Regions from separate parts of the Sus scrofa genome. Here all the other regions are linked to region 2. Evidence: chromatin contacts called from public Hi-C, HiChIP or PLAC-seq and promoter capture Hi-C data. All regions are on one chromosome and are shown on one strand. Each heading gives the region's core, a stretch centred on a gene start, on an enhancer-like site or on the middle of the called end of the contact. The rest is flanking DNA. Distances are from core to core; before and after follow the strand shown. Region 1 has its middle 15 kb from the start of RGS13. Region 2 holds the start of RGS2 (regulator of G protein signaling 2). Region 3 has its middle 40 kb from the start of UCHL5. Region 4 holds the start of TROVE2 (a long non-coding RNA gene).

Evidence for each region. Promoter capture Hi-C pulls out the DNA fragments that hold promoters and counts their contacts. A called contact is a pair of places that touch in the nucleus more often than the background predicts. HiChIP or PLAC-seq counts read pairs in DNA pulled down with a chosen protein or histone mark.
Region 1: a contact with region 2 is called in a Hi-C map of embryonic fibroblasts, with 3 times the contacts expected there. The contact joins the enhancer-like site here to the promoter of RGS2 in region 2. A contact is called at or near these places in 4 of 47 Hi-C or Micro-C datasets (embryonic fibroblasts, fetal skeletal muscle and fibroblasts) and 1 of 2 datasets of contacts at active chromatin or transcription factors (alveolar macrophages).
Region 3: a contact with region 2 is called in a promoter capture Hi-C map of skeletal muscle, with 6 times the contacts expected there. The contact joins the enhancer-like site here to the promoter of RGS2 in region 2. A contact is called at or near these places in 5 of 5 promoter capture datasets (fetal liver, fetal skeletal muscle, liver and 1 more), 33 of 47 Hi-C or Micro-C datasets (adipose tissue, alveolar macrophages, blood and 16 more) and 2 of 2 datasets of contacts at active chromatin or transcription factors (alveolar macrophages and skeletal muscle).
Region 4: a contact with region 2 is called in an H3K27ac HiChIP or PLAC-seq map of alveolar macrophages. The contact joins the promoter of TROVE2 here to the promoter of RGS2 in region 2. A contact is called at or near these places in 1 of 5 promoter capture datasets (fetal liver), 1 of 47 Hi-C or Micro-C datasets (embryonic fibroblasts) and 2 of 2 datasets of contacts at active chromatin or transcription factors (alveolar macrophages and skeletal muscle).

The regions. Positions count from the first base shown.
Region 1 is chr10:1,095,909-1,099,049 of Sscrofa11.1, reverse strand. No RefSeq gene overlaps it. Among named protein-coding and RNA genes, the nearest start is that of RGS13, 15 kb to the right of the region's middle. Within about 2 kb of position 1,504, at least 8 of the 83 cell types and tissues checked have an H3K27ac peak or open chromatin away from gene starts, as enhancers often do. A contact at or near this core is called in embryonic fibroblasts, where this site is marked.
Region 2 is chr10:938,427-941,546 of Sscrofa11.1, reverse strand. RGS2 (regulator of G protein signaling 2) reads left to right here and starts at 1,464. Exons shown (of 5, transcript NM_001044600.1): 1 at 1,464-1,589; 2 at 2,657-2,758; 3 at 2,859-2,920. The coding sequence starts at 1,480.
Region 3 is chr10:764,526-767,641 of Sscrofa11.1, reverse strand. No RefSeq gene overlaps it. Among named protein-coding and RNA genes, the nearest start is that of UCHL5, 40 kb to the right of the region's middle. Within about 2 kb of position 1,296, at least 6 of the 83 cell types and tissues checked have an H3K27ac peak or open chromatin away from gene starts, as enhancers often do. A contact at or near this core is called in fetal skeletal muscle, liver and skeletal muscle, where this site is marked.
Region 4 is chr10:723,509-726,735 of Sscrofa11.1, reverse strand. It overlaps TROVE2 (a long non-coding RNA gene), which reads left to right and starts at 1,358. Exons shown (of 9, transcript XR_002336171.1): 1 at 1,358-1,536. It overlaps UCHL5 (ubiquitin carboxyl-terminal hydrolase L5), which reads right to left and starts at 1,048. Exons shown (of 12, transcript NM_001123210.1): 1 at 973-1,048. The coding sequence starts at 1,048.

The sequences.
Region 1 (3,141 bases), core at 255-2,754, 160 kb before region 2:
CTACGTTGTTTAGCAGAAATTGACTCAACACTGTAAATCAACTATACTTTAATGCGAACATTTTTTAAGTAAAATAAAATCAAGATCAACTACACTCAGGACAAACTTAAAATTATCCTAATAAATATTTTTTTCCTCGCTGAAAAACAAAAAGGGATTATCACATTATTCAATCGAAGTGAACTAGAAATTTCAGGTGAATGTCTTGGTGTCTAATTCATTTGTTTCATGTCTTCAACTCTATATGAACCGCTTGTGTCCTTTTTTATTTAGTTCAGTATCTGGCCTCTCTACAGGATGAAACCTTGAATTTTACGATTCACTTACAAAAGAATGTTAATCTCAACTTCCTGAGTTACCATATTTTTAAAATACAGGAAACATGCTTTACTTCAAACAAACAAACAAACAAAAAACTAGGGCATTCCCGTTGGGGCTCAGCGGAAACGTGAATCTAACTAGCATCTATGAGGACGCAGGTTGGATCCCTGGCCTCACTCAGTGGGTTACGGATCCGGCGTTGCCATGAGTGGTAGCGTAGGTCACAGATGTGGCTCAGATCTCTCGTTGCTGTGGCTGTGGTGTAGGCTGGCAGCTACAGCTCCGATTCAACCCCTAGCCTGGGAACTTCCATATGCCATGGATGCAGCCCTAAAAAGACCAAAAAAAAAGAAAAAAAGATAAACCTATAGAGACTGAAAGTAGACCCGTGGTTGCCAGGGGCTGGGAAGAGAGAGCAATGCACACATGATCTTTTGGGAGTCATGGATATGTTATTGGTTTCGTAACTCTACATATTTACTAAAAATCACTGATTTTTACGATTGAAATGAATGATTTGTATAGCATATAAATTAGTTCTCAATAAAGCTGTTGAAAATAATAAAAACATGTTGGTCATCTTTAATAAACTATGTCTCTATGTGATTTTTATTTTCCTAGCCAGCAACGCAGAGCTATAGACCTGGGGGATGAATGGAGAAGCTTAGGGCTGGAAAAGAAAACTGTTGCCATGGGACACTTAACTAACATCTTTACCATCCATGCCATGTCCTTCTATTAGCAACACACACACACACACACACACACACACACACACACACACACACACACACGGCGGATCTGTGGCCATCCACGCCATGGAAACATTTTACTGTTTCTAACCTAATAGTTTTGCAATCTTCATCTAAGGAAAAGCTAGCTGATCCCACACTGGGGCTGACCAATATTTAGACAGCACCCACTATATTTTACGTTCAAGATACTGTCATTTGAGAAAGGGCTATTTACCATAACAAATCTTAAATGGAAAATGAAACATAATTTTAACTCAAAAAATGTTCCTGGGCGAGAGCATACGAGCATTGCGAGAGGGAAATCAAACTTCCCTTTAAAGTGGTTTTAATTATTCAGAGTCTCTGACGTGATTTCAATATAATTCAAGCCACATGTTTCTGGATTCTTCTCTGCCAGGTCTGACGAGAAGTGTGCTGCTGACATCCTGGAGTCCATACCAGCATTCTCAGTGCCCGTGAGGACTGAGTCACTGAGCTGGAGCGCACGTTAACCGAGCTTCCTAGCTGGCTCTAAAATGCCCTCTGCATCCTTTTTCAGAACAATTTTTAAAATTTTTATTGGCATATAGTTGATTTACAATGCTGTATAGAAACAACTTTTGCTTTTGGGTTTTTGTTTTGTTCTGTTTTTTGGGCTTTTTTTTTTTTTTTGTCTTTTGTATTTTTAGGGCCACACCTGAGGCATATAGAGGTTCCCAGGTTAGAGGTCGAATCAGAGCTGTAGCTTCCAGCCTACACCACAGCCACAGCAACGCGGGATCCAAGCCACATCTGCAAACTATAGCACAGCTCATGGCAACACCAGTTCCTTAACCCTCTGAGCAAGGCCAGGGAGTGAAACTGCATCCTCACAGATACTAGCTGGGTTCATTAACCACTGAGCCATGACAGGAACTCTGGAACAAACTTTTAAGAGTCAGATCTATACAATCTAAATCCCAGGCTCCTGGGCTGCCAGCCACCCACACTGGAAGTTTTTTACTGTTTCCCCTAGAAAGGCACAACGTCCCACACTACCGTTTCCGCACCATCTTGCATAACGATTTCTTTTTTAAAATGGAGCATAGTCGACTTCCAAGGGGCCATTCGTGGCAGGTGCACAACACAGTGACTGATGTTTTTATTTTTTTTATTTTTTATTTTTATTTTTTTGTCTTTTTTGCTATTTCTTGGGCCGCTTCCGCGGCATATGGAGGTTCCCAGGCTAGGGGTTGAATCGGAGCTGTAGCCACCGGCCTACGCCAGAGCCACAGCAACGCGGGATCCAAGCCGAGTCTGCAACCTACACCACAGCTCACGGCAACGCCAGGTCCTTAAGCCACTGAGCAAGGGCAGGGACCGAACCCGCAACCTCATGGTTCCTAGTCGGATTCGTTAACCACTGCGCCATGACGGGAACTCCTGATTGATGTTTTTAATGCATTACAATCGATCACCACTATCGACCTGGTAACCACCGGTCACCACACACAAAGTCGTTGCGATCTTACTGAGTACATTCCCTGTTCTGCCTCTTACGTCCCTGGGACTTCCTTCTTTCATAACCGGCAGCCTGTTCCTCTTGATCCCCGTCAACGATTTCTCTCATCCCATCACCACCCTCTCCTGTGGCCACCACAAGTTTGTTCTCTGTATCGGTGAGTCTGTTTCTGCTTTATGTTTGTTCATTCGTTTTGAATTGTAGATGCTACACAGAAGTGAAATCATGTAGTTATTTGTCTTTATCCGACTTAGTTCACTTGGCATAAAACCCTCCAGGTCCATCCATGTTGTCATAGACGGTAAGAGTTCAGTCTTTCTCCGGCCGTGCGGTAGTCCACTGTCTGCGGGCCTATATTCCATGTTTTGTTTACCCATGGACACTTAGGTTGCTTCCATATTTCAGCTAATAATGCTGCATCAGAAACGGATTTCTCCAGTCCATGGTACTCTAGCCAACTGACGTTCACTCGATACTCAACTCTGCCAAGGAGTCTGGGCCGTTCCTAAAGGCAGAGACCATGTCAGCACCCATCGTCAAGTGCCACCCATTTTTCAAGAATTGTCCCAAGACCACTCCTCCCAT
Region 2 (3,120 bases), core at 215-2,714:
TTCAAGTATTTACTACTGAAATCTAAACGATCTTCCTCTCCATAGCTGAGTACATGGCTGTTCTCTTTAGTAATAGAAACGTTTTGCTCTCCAAGTCAATCCTGGAGCTCCAGCTACTGGCAGCTCCTCATCAGAATATGGTAAACCAGTTCCAATTTTCTTTTAACAGTTCTAATGCAAAGGAGAGAGAATTCTGCAGCCTAATACCTTGTGGTTCATCTCCCTGCTACTTCGATGCTTGGCAGGAAAACCCCTTGAACATTCCACTGCACAGATCTAATAAAATTGTTCGCTATCCGATCACACCGGGGTTGAGGTCACCTACTCGTCCTTACCAATCAAACCGTTTAAATCGTGCTACAGCAGGACAATTTCTGAAGAATTTAGCAAATTAAGCTCCTTCAAGCAAACTGTTAACCTAGCCTTCCCTCCACCCCCACCTCTCCTTTTTGCCAAGTAAATGTTCTGGTAAATTCTAGGCCGACTAAGAATGACTCATGAGGAAATCCTGCATCTTTGCATTCTTACACTAAAATGACAGCTGCGAGGTCCTGGTGTTTCCCTCTACGTCCTGAGAAGGAGATCTGTGACTTCCCCGTGTGTTCCCTAAGGACAAGCAGCCAAGTACTCCAGAGGAGGAGCACGCAACCCCAAGGACCGACCCAGCCTCGTGTGTGTTGGTGACTAAAACTGCACACCCAGGTAAAGCACTTCTTCTCCTGTTCCTTCCCCTGACCGACGACGTCCCTCCCAAACGTTCTCCAAGTTGTCCAGGGAAGCTGCAGAGCAGGTCACACCGCCCGCCCCTGCGCCGCCCCCCCTTCTCCCTTTCCTTCCGCCAATGAATCGGTGACGAAAAGAGGAGCAGGTGAGCATCTCCCCGCGGCCTCAGTTTACAGACCAAGAAAGGAGGCGCGGGGAGAGGGTGTGCGCTCCAAAAAAAGAGGGAACACATCCGAATTCAAAACCGAGTAACTGCACTCAGGTTCCCAGCAAGTAACCTTGACCTGCTGGGGACTCCCCCCTCCCTTTGGGGTCCGGAGCAAGTGCGCGTGGGGGAGGGGACGGAGGCGAGGAGGGGGAGGGGCGGGCGAGCGCCCCGCGGGGCCTGCAGCCAACCCGCCCCACGCCTCCCAAGCTCTGCCACCCCGCCGGCCGCCCCAAGCCGGCAGAGGCCTCCGGCGGCTGCCCGAAGGGAAACTCCTCGGCCCCCACCAGCAGCCCCAGCGCCTCGCCGCGGGGGGCTCGCCTGCGCACGACGCTGCGGCCGCAAACGTCAGCGGCGCCCTCCCTTCCAGACCCTTCGGCGGTGCCCGGGACTGCGCAGACTCCGCCCCAGGCCCGGAGCCAGCCGGCCAATCGGCACCCGCTGAAGGCGGGCCCAGCGTCGTGAGGCGCCGCCCACGAGCCTCCGACTCTTATAAATACCGCGGCGCGCTCCTGGCAGCAGAGAGCGGGCACCCGGGAGCGTAGACGATAATGCAAAGTGCTATGTTCCTGACTGTCCATCACGACTGCGGACCCATGGACAAGAGCGCAGGCACCGGCCCCAAAAGCGAGGAGAAGCGGGAGAAGATGAAGCGGACCCTGTAAGTACGGCTTTCTTCTCTCCCCTGCCAGCCCCGCGGACCTAGCTGTCCCGGGCGGCTGCAAACGCGGTACATCCGCGCTTGGCTTCCACCCTGGAGCGGTGCCTCCATCTCTGCAGGGGAAAACATTGTGTAAAAGATACACTTGCTAGGTAGGGTTAAATCTATGTGGTGGGTCCTTTGTGATGTAACCGAAGGACTCGAGGGTAGAGTCGAGGAACTGCGGCAAATTCGTGATGCAGAGGCGGTGGTAGATGAGCTGAGGAATCGCAGGTTGGGTTTTTATCTCCCCGCATCGAAAATGACACCAGAGAATCCTGCAGCCCAGGCGCGTCCCCAGCATTCGTACGTTGCATTGTAAATTCTCATCAACTTACACAGCTGCTGGGATGGAAATATTTTTGCTAGCTCTGAATATATTATTTTAAAATCTTTTTTTTTTCCAGTTTAACAACAGATCTCACCCACCCAGCACTAAGGAACAAATAATTGTTCTGCATCATCTGGTTAAAATGGGTGTTGTAGTTGCGATCACACACGCGCGCACACACGCACACGCACCTCACCTCATTGTTCACAGCTTCTAGAGTGGTCCAGATCCTCCTGCTCTAAGGGTGGAAGGGAAATACCCATGGCTGGCTCCGGGCAGTTCCACTGTCCGTTTCATCAAGTGTGAAATGTCTCAGAATTGTAATTAACATTGCAGAACTGCTGCTGCCTTTTGTGGGCCAGAAATAGCATCTGCCTTTTGAACTATGCCAGCTAAATTCATTAAATACCCTATAATTGTAGGTTATCCTACGCGTAGTTATAAAACTAGCAGTTATGTTCAGATGAGTAGATGAAACTGTTCCAGGCATAGGTGCTGGGTTTATATTTTAAAGGGGTAAGACTGACTTGAAGGAGGACTGTTTTGTCTTACTTCGTTGTCTGTAGCTACTGGGAGTGACTTTATTTGGTTTAAAAAAAAAAAAAAAAAAAACCTTTAGCTGCAGTGGTGTGGCCATTTCAAGTGTTGGCACTTAGTAAAAGTCTTTTTTTTTTTTTTTTTTTTTTTCTTCTTTAAGATTAAAAGATTGGAAGACCCGTTTGAGCTACTTCTTGCAAAACTCCTCCTCTCCTGGGAAGCCCAAAACCGGCAAGAAAAGCAAACCGCAAACCTTCATCAAGTAAGTTGAAAATCTCAGTCCTTGCAAAGCTAGGCCACCAGCTGCTGAACAGAAGGGGGAAACAGACAGGTGTGAGCTGACATGTGACCGTCTCTTGCAGGCCTTCTCCTGAGGAAGCACAGCTGTGGGCAGAAGCATTTGATGAGCTGCTAGCCAGCAAATGTGAGTTAACCCCTTGAATTTGGTCCTTTTCAAGGAGCCCAAGCGTCTAGAAAGGAGGAGCATCCGGCCCCAGGGAGTTTGACTTTACTGTCTCCAGCATCTGAGGCCTGTTTCTTCCCCCGCCGTTTCCCGGGGATTATCCCTGGAAACGCAGGGCTTATTCACTCCAGGTGGGACGCAAAATCAGCGCCAAACTGGAA
Region 3 (3,116 bases), core at 47-2,546, 170 kb after region 2:
TTTGTCACTCGGTGCCAGCAGACAGGTGTGGCAGCCTCCCACTCCCAGAACACAACCACCGCAGCATGTTCTAGTGTGAGACACCCCAGGGCCAGGAGTTCCCAAAGTGGCTCAGCGGTAAGGAACCCAAAGAGCATCCATGAGGACATGGGTTCGATCCCCGGCCTCATGCAGTGGGTTAAGGATCGGCATTGCCGAGAGCTGTGGCACAGGTCACAGACGCAGCTCGGATCTGGTGTTGCTGCGGCTGTGGCTGTGGCGTAGGCCAACAGCTGCAGCTCCAATTCAACCCCTAGCCTGGGAATTTTCATATGCTGCACCTATGGCCCTAAAAAGAAAGAAAGAAAAAGAAATCTAGTGCTGAAGCCCTTGACTGTTACAGCAGTAGCAATCCCCCTGGTGCGCCAGTAACATGTTCTGCTGGAAGGCACTTTGGAGAGCAGAACTCGAGGCCACTCCTCTGTATCTTCCAATGACTTTGAAAGGAACTAAGTAGTTTCAAAATTCCCACTGTTAATTCCCATTCCTCTTAAAAGAGCAAGAGTGGTTTGCTACCTGCAAGTAAGTTGTCAATGATACAAAAGAGACGCGTTGCGTAGCATCAACATTAAAAACAATGTGCACAACATAAATCTACTTCAGAACGTGGAGAGGGCATGGAAGACGAACCCCCGAGAACACCCGGGGGGTGGGGTGGGGGTGGGGGGCGGAGGATCACTGCAATGTTAATGTCATCTCTGGCGGTGGAACTGTGGGGAAGTGAAATTATTATTTTTGCTTATTTTTAAAAAATTTTTCTCCTTTTTTGTCTTTTTAGGACCACACCCTAAAAAGTGGCATCTGGAGGTTCCCAGGCTAGGGGTGAAATTGGAGCTGCAGCCACCGGCCCATGCCACAGCCACAGCAGATCTAAGAAGCATCCATGACCTACACGGAAGCCCCTTTACCCACGGAGCAAGGCCAGGATCAAACCTGAACCGCGTCCTCATGGATTCTAGTCCTGTTCACTGCCGCTGAGCCACAACAGGAACGCCCTCCTTTTTTTTTTTTTTTTTTTAAGAGAAAAACTTAAAAGCCATGTTATTTCTCAAATGAAAGAAAAAGTCCTCTTGCAGGAAGAATAATTTCTGTATGTGTCCTGACATGTTTTAGGCAACTACAATTAATAACTCAAGGTATTAATCTGCAGGTAACACCCTAAGACACAGGCATATGTGTCAGGGTCTAAGTGGGGGAGCACATCCCCATGGCTCATGATCCCAGAATAAATGTTTGTCTATTCTCGTGACACAGTCAAGCTGACTGCTCTCCGCTAGAAAAAGGGCAGCTATCTTGGGAACTAAACATATGAAGTGAGACTAGCCAGTACTGCAGCTGTTGGCAAGCTTTCCTTGTTTATAAGAGCAGAAGTATATCCCTTAGAATTGGCAAGCTATTTCAAGGCATAAAACAGAATGGAAGTGCCTTCACCTACCCAACCATTAAATGAGGTTTTAGAAAAGAAAGGGCAAAACGAGCAAAGGAGACTTTCTTTTAAACGCATCTTTTAAAAAAAATTCTCCTTAACAGCAAAAAAACCAAATAATCCAATTGAAAAATGGGCAGAAGAGTAAACAGACATGTCTCCAAAGAAGACATACAGATGCCCAGCAGGCACATACAAAAATGCTCCACATAACAAATTAGAAGAGAAATGCAAATCAAAACTACAATGAGGTACCACCTCACACAAGTTAGAATAACTATCATCAATAAGTCCACAGGAGTTCCCGTAGTGGTGCAGTGAAACGAATCTGACCAGGAACCATGAGGTTGCAGGTTCGATCCCTGCCCTTGCTCAGTAGGTTAAGGATCCGGCATTGATGTGAGCTGTGGTGTAGGTCGTAGACGTGGCTCGGATCTGGTGTTGCTGTGGCCGTGGTGTAGGCCAGCAGCTGTAGCTCTGATTCGACCTCCCTAGCCTGAGAACCTCCATATACCACAGGTGCGGCCCTAAAAAAAAAAAAAGACCAAAAAAAAAAAAAAAAAAAAAGTCTGCAAATAACAAAAGCTGGAGAGGGTGTGGAGAAAAAGGTACCCTCCTACACTGTTGGTAGGAATGTAAATTGGTACCTCCACTATGGAGAACAGTATGGAGGTACCTCAGAAAACTAAATATAGAACTAGCATATGATCCAGTAATACCACTCCTGGGCATATATCCGAATAAAACTTTCATTCAAAAAGATACATGCACTCCTATGTTCACTGCAGCACTAACTATAGTCAAGACATGGAAACAACCTAAATGTCCATCGACCGATGAATGGATTAAGATGTGGTACATATATACAATGGAATATTACTCAGCCATAAAAAAGAACACAATACTGCTGTTTGTAGTAACATGGATAGAAATATAGATTCTCATACTAAGTGAAGTAGGTCAGAAAGACAAATACCATATGTTACCACTTGCAGGTGGAATCTAAAATATGGCACAAATAAACCTATCTCCAGAACAGAAACAAACTCATGGATAGAGAAAACAGACCTGTGCTTGCCAAGGGGGAGGGACTGGGAGTTTGGGGTTAGTAGATACAAACTATTGCATTTGAGGTGATTAAGCAACGAGGTCCTGCTGTACAGCACAGGTAACTGTATATAATCACTTGTGACGGAATATGATGGAAAATATTATGAGAAAAAGAATATATATATATATATATATATATACACACACACACATATACATGCATGTATAACTGGGTCACTCCTGTACAGCAGAAATTGGCACAACACTGTAAATCAACTATAATAAAAAACTTAAAAACAAGGAGTTCCCTTTGTGGCTCAGCAGTTAACGAACCTGATTAGGAACCATGAGGATGTGGGTTCAATTGCTGGCCTCGCTCAGTGGGTGAAAGATCTAGCACAGCTGTGAGCTGTGGTGTAGGTCACAGACTTGGCTTGAAACCCAGTGGCTGTGGTGTAGGCCAGCAGCTGTAGCTCCAATTGGACCCCTAGCCTGGGAACCTCTGTACGCCACAGGTGTGGCCCTAAAAATCACACACAAAAATAATTAATTAAAAAACAAAGAAAAGACAATGGGTTCAAGTCCCCCCCCACCAAAAAAT
Region 4 (3,227 bases), core at 109-2,608, 210 kb after region 2:
GGTGCCGTCACTGCTGCGGCACAGGTTTGATCCCTGATCCGGGCATTTCCGCAATTCGCAGGCATGGCCAAGATAAGCAAATAATTAATTACAGTTTTTAAAATCAAAAATCAAAAATTCCCAAACCCTACTGGCGGGTCTGAGATACAGACCTGATAAATGATATCCAAATAGACAGCTACGTACCACAGACAGTATCTACATCAACAGAGAATGTCTACCCCAGCACAAGTTTCAACACATCAGCTAAAATCAGTAATACTTGAGGAAATGTAACAGCTACACACAAGTCTTACTGCCAAAGAGGAAGGTGGGCACAAGAGGGACAGGGCAGGCTGAAGAGGCCAGTATGCTGATCACCTGGGATGAGAGACAAGGACTAGAGCCAGAAGGAAATTAGGAGGCAAGCATGTGGCCTCCAGTCTCGAGCACCGGCTGGAGAAGGCACCCTGCGCCGGAAGCCGCGAATGAGCAGAACCAGCGCGGGGGCCCCGGCGTCCCCCGCAGCCAGTCCGAGCGGACGTCCTAGGGGCCCGTCCCCTCCCGCGCTGCGCCGCCGCCAGCAGCCAGAAAGGTCGGGCTCCTGGGCGCCCTGGACCCCACCCTCGACAAGGCACACCTGACTCTGCCTGCGCGGCAAGGGGCCGGAGTCGGGCACCGGGCACACCTGCCCGGGACGGGGGCTGCGTGGGTCGAGGGAGCTGGGACTTGAGCGCCGAGTCGCGGAGACACGGCGGGGCCGAGGACCGCCACGACCCTGACCGCGTGGGGTGGCTCCCCAGCCCGCCCCGGGGACGCGCCTGCCCCCGGCCGAGGAGGGCCGGAGTCCTGCCTCTCCCTTCCCCGGCCCCACGGTCCGGGGAGTCGCCTCCTCCGCAGACACGGGGCGGCGGGGCCGCACGGAAGCACCCCGTGCCCGGCTCAGGCCTCCGCCCGTGAGTCCCGACCCAGGACGGCCCCCGCGGCTCTCACCGAATCCTTTAATGAGCTCGGTGAAGACTCCGGGGTCGCTTTCCATGAGGCACCACTCCCCGGCATTGCCCGTCATGGCCCCGGCCAAACGCCGCCCCGCGCCCCCTCCGGCTGCGGCCGACCCCGGCTCCAGCTGCCGCCGGCCCCTGAGCTCGGCAAACCCGCCGCTGGCTCGTCAAGCCCACGTCACCCCGCCTACTTCCCGACAGCCTCCGGGCGCCGTCACCTGCCGCGCGACAGAGGCGGGAGGACGCTCTAGCCGCCCAGAAGACGCCGAAACTCTTCCTGGGCCGCGGAGGACCCGGCGCCGACGCGAGAGGGGCGGGGCCGCGGAGGAAGAGCGGGCTTCCGGGCGCCAGAGGAGGGAACATCCGGGCTCCTCGCCAGTCGGGGGCGGGGCCCGGCGAGGGGCGGGGCTCGCTCGGGGAGCCGAACCCGGAGGCCCTGGCGGCGGAGCCGGAGCGGTCACCGCCCGTCAGGCCGCCGCGCGTCGTCGTCCCGCGGCTAGGCGCAGCGTTTCTCCCGGCGGCGCGGCAGCTTCCGAGAGTGGGCCGCCGGGCACAGGTGAGGAAACTGCGGGCAGCCGGCCGGGGCCCTTTGTGCGGTCTGCGCGGCCCCGGGGACGCGTCCGGTGCTCCGCGCGCCGCAGCCCGCGTCCCCGCGGCCGGGGCCGGCGCCCGCCCGGCCTCGCGCCCTCTGGCCCGGGGCGCGGAACCTGCCTCCCCGAGGGGCATCCTCGCTCTCTCCGGCCCTTCCGGACGCCGGGCCGCCCCCGCCGGCCCTCGACTTGCAGAGCTTCCCGCAGGCCGGCGTCGGGAGGGCCGCTTACTCCTCCTCTTCCTCCCCGCCCCCCGCCGCCGCCGCCGCGCCGAGAGGCGTCGCCGGGACCTGGGCTTCGGGAAGACGGATCTTTGTGCGGGAGGAGGACGAGTTTGCCCGGGAGGGAGTGCCGAGGGAGGGAGAAGCCGCTGCCGGTGGGCCGGGGGAAGATAAACAAGTGCAAGGGGAGGCGGTGCCTCCGAGGAGCTGAGGTTGGAAAATTGTGTGTTCATCCGAACACGTCTGTAGTAGTCGTGAGGCCGAAGGAGGTGTTAAATCAAAAATGCCCGTCTTCCCCAATCCCGAAATCGCCCTCCTTCACCCGCCTCTGGCGGAAAGCTCGTGCTAAGTAAGACTCACGTCTGCAACAGGAGTATCGTCTGTGCATCGCTCCTTAAGGCTCTGAGTTCCAAGAAGGGCCCTTGGCTTCCAGAAAAAAAATTCTTGCCTTGTTGAAACTCCGACTCTTTGCTTCTCAGACAGGTAGTCCGTTCCTTGGAATAAGGAAACTTTGTGCTTCAGGACTGCGTGAAGCCACAAAATAGGATGTAGTTTACTGAGGGAAACAGTAGCTTTACATTAAACCAAGAATGGGTATACTGTAGAGGGAAAGCCAGCGTGTGTACCAAGTGTTAAATTTAAAGGCAAAAAAAAAAAAGGAAATTTTCATGAAGTTTATTCCCGGGAGACTTCGACCTCAAACTGGGGTGGAGAGCAAAGGGTGGGGGGACGTCTGTTCTGTTAAGTGTAATTAGATGGGAAAGTTTGTGAGGCACAGGAGTCTAGCCTTATTTCCTTATCATCCATACCTAGAATGAGTGTCATCAGAGCCCAGAGCTGTTTGCAGTACTTTGTGGTCTTTTTTTAATCTGTAATTTTGGTGTGAACTTGGAAGTGTTTTTTGGCGCTAAATAAATACATCAGAAGTAACATCTGCTACCGGCTTATTATGGTGCATGTTGTAGAAATACCAAACTGAAAATTCAGCCCTTGACACAACTTATAAGTAATCAGGAAGTGGGGGGGGGATTTCTTTAATTATGTTGTTAACATTTAATTCTAAGAGCTCACATAAAAATCCTGATTTCTGGGTGTTTGAGAAAAAACGAGACGATCTGGCAGTAACGGGCCATGCTGTCCTGTGTGCAACAGTTCCTCACAGCTTTTTATTGCAGTCTCACTTGACTTGATCCACTCATGTCTGTTACCAGTCTAAGTGGTAGTGATCTGAATTTGTGGCCCCAGTTTTTGTGGTATTGTTTCTTTTACAGCTGTCTTGCCCTCTCTCATAGATGTAAGTCAGCTTTGACTTCATTTACAAGGAATAAACTGGGAGTTCCTATTGTAGCTCAGCGGTAATGGACCTGACTAGTATCCATGGAAATGCAGGTTTGATCCCTGGCCTTGCTCAGTGGGTTACGGATCCATTGTCGCCA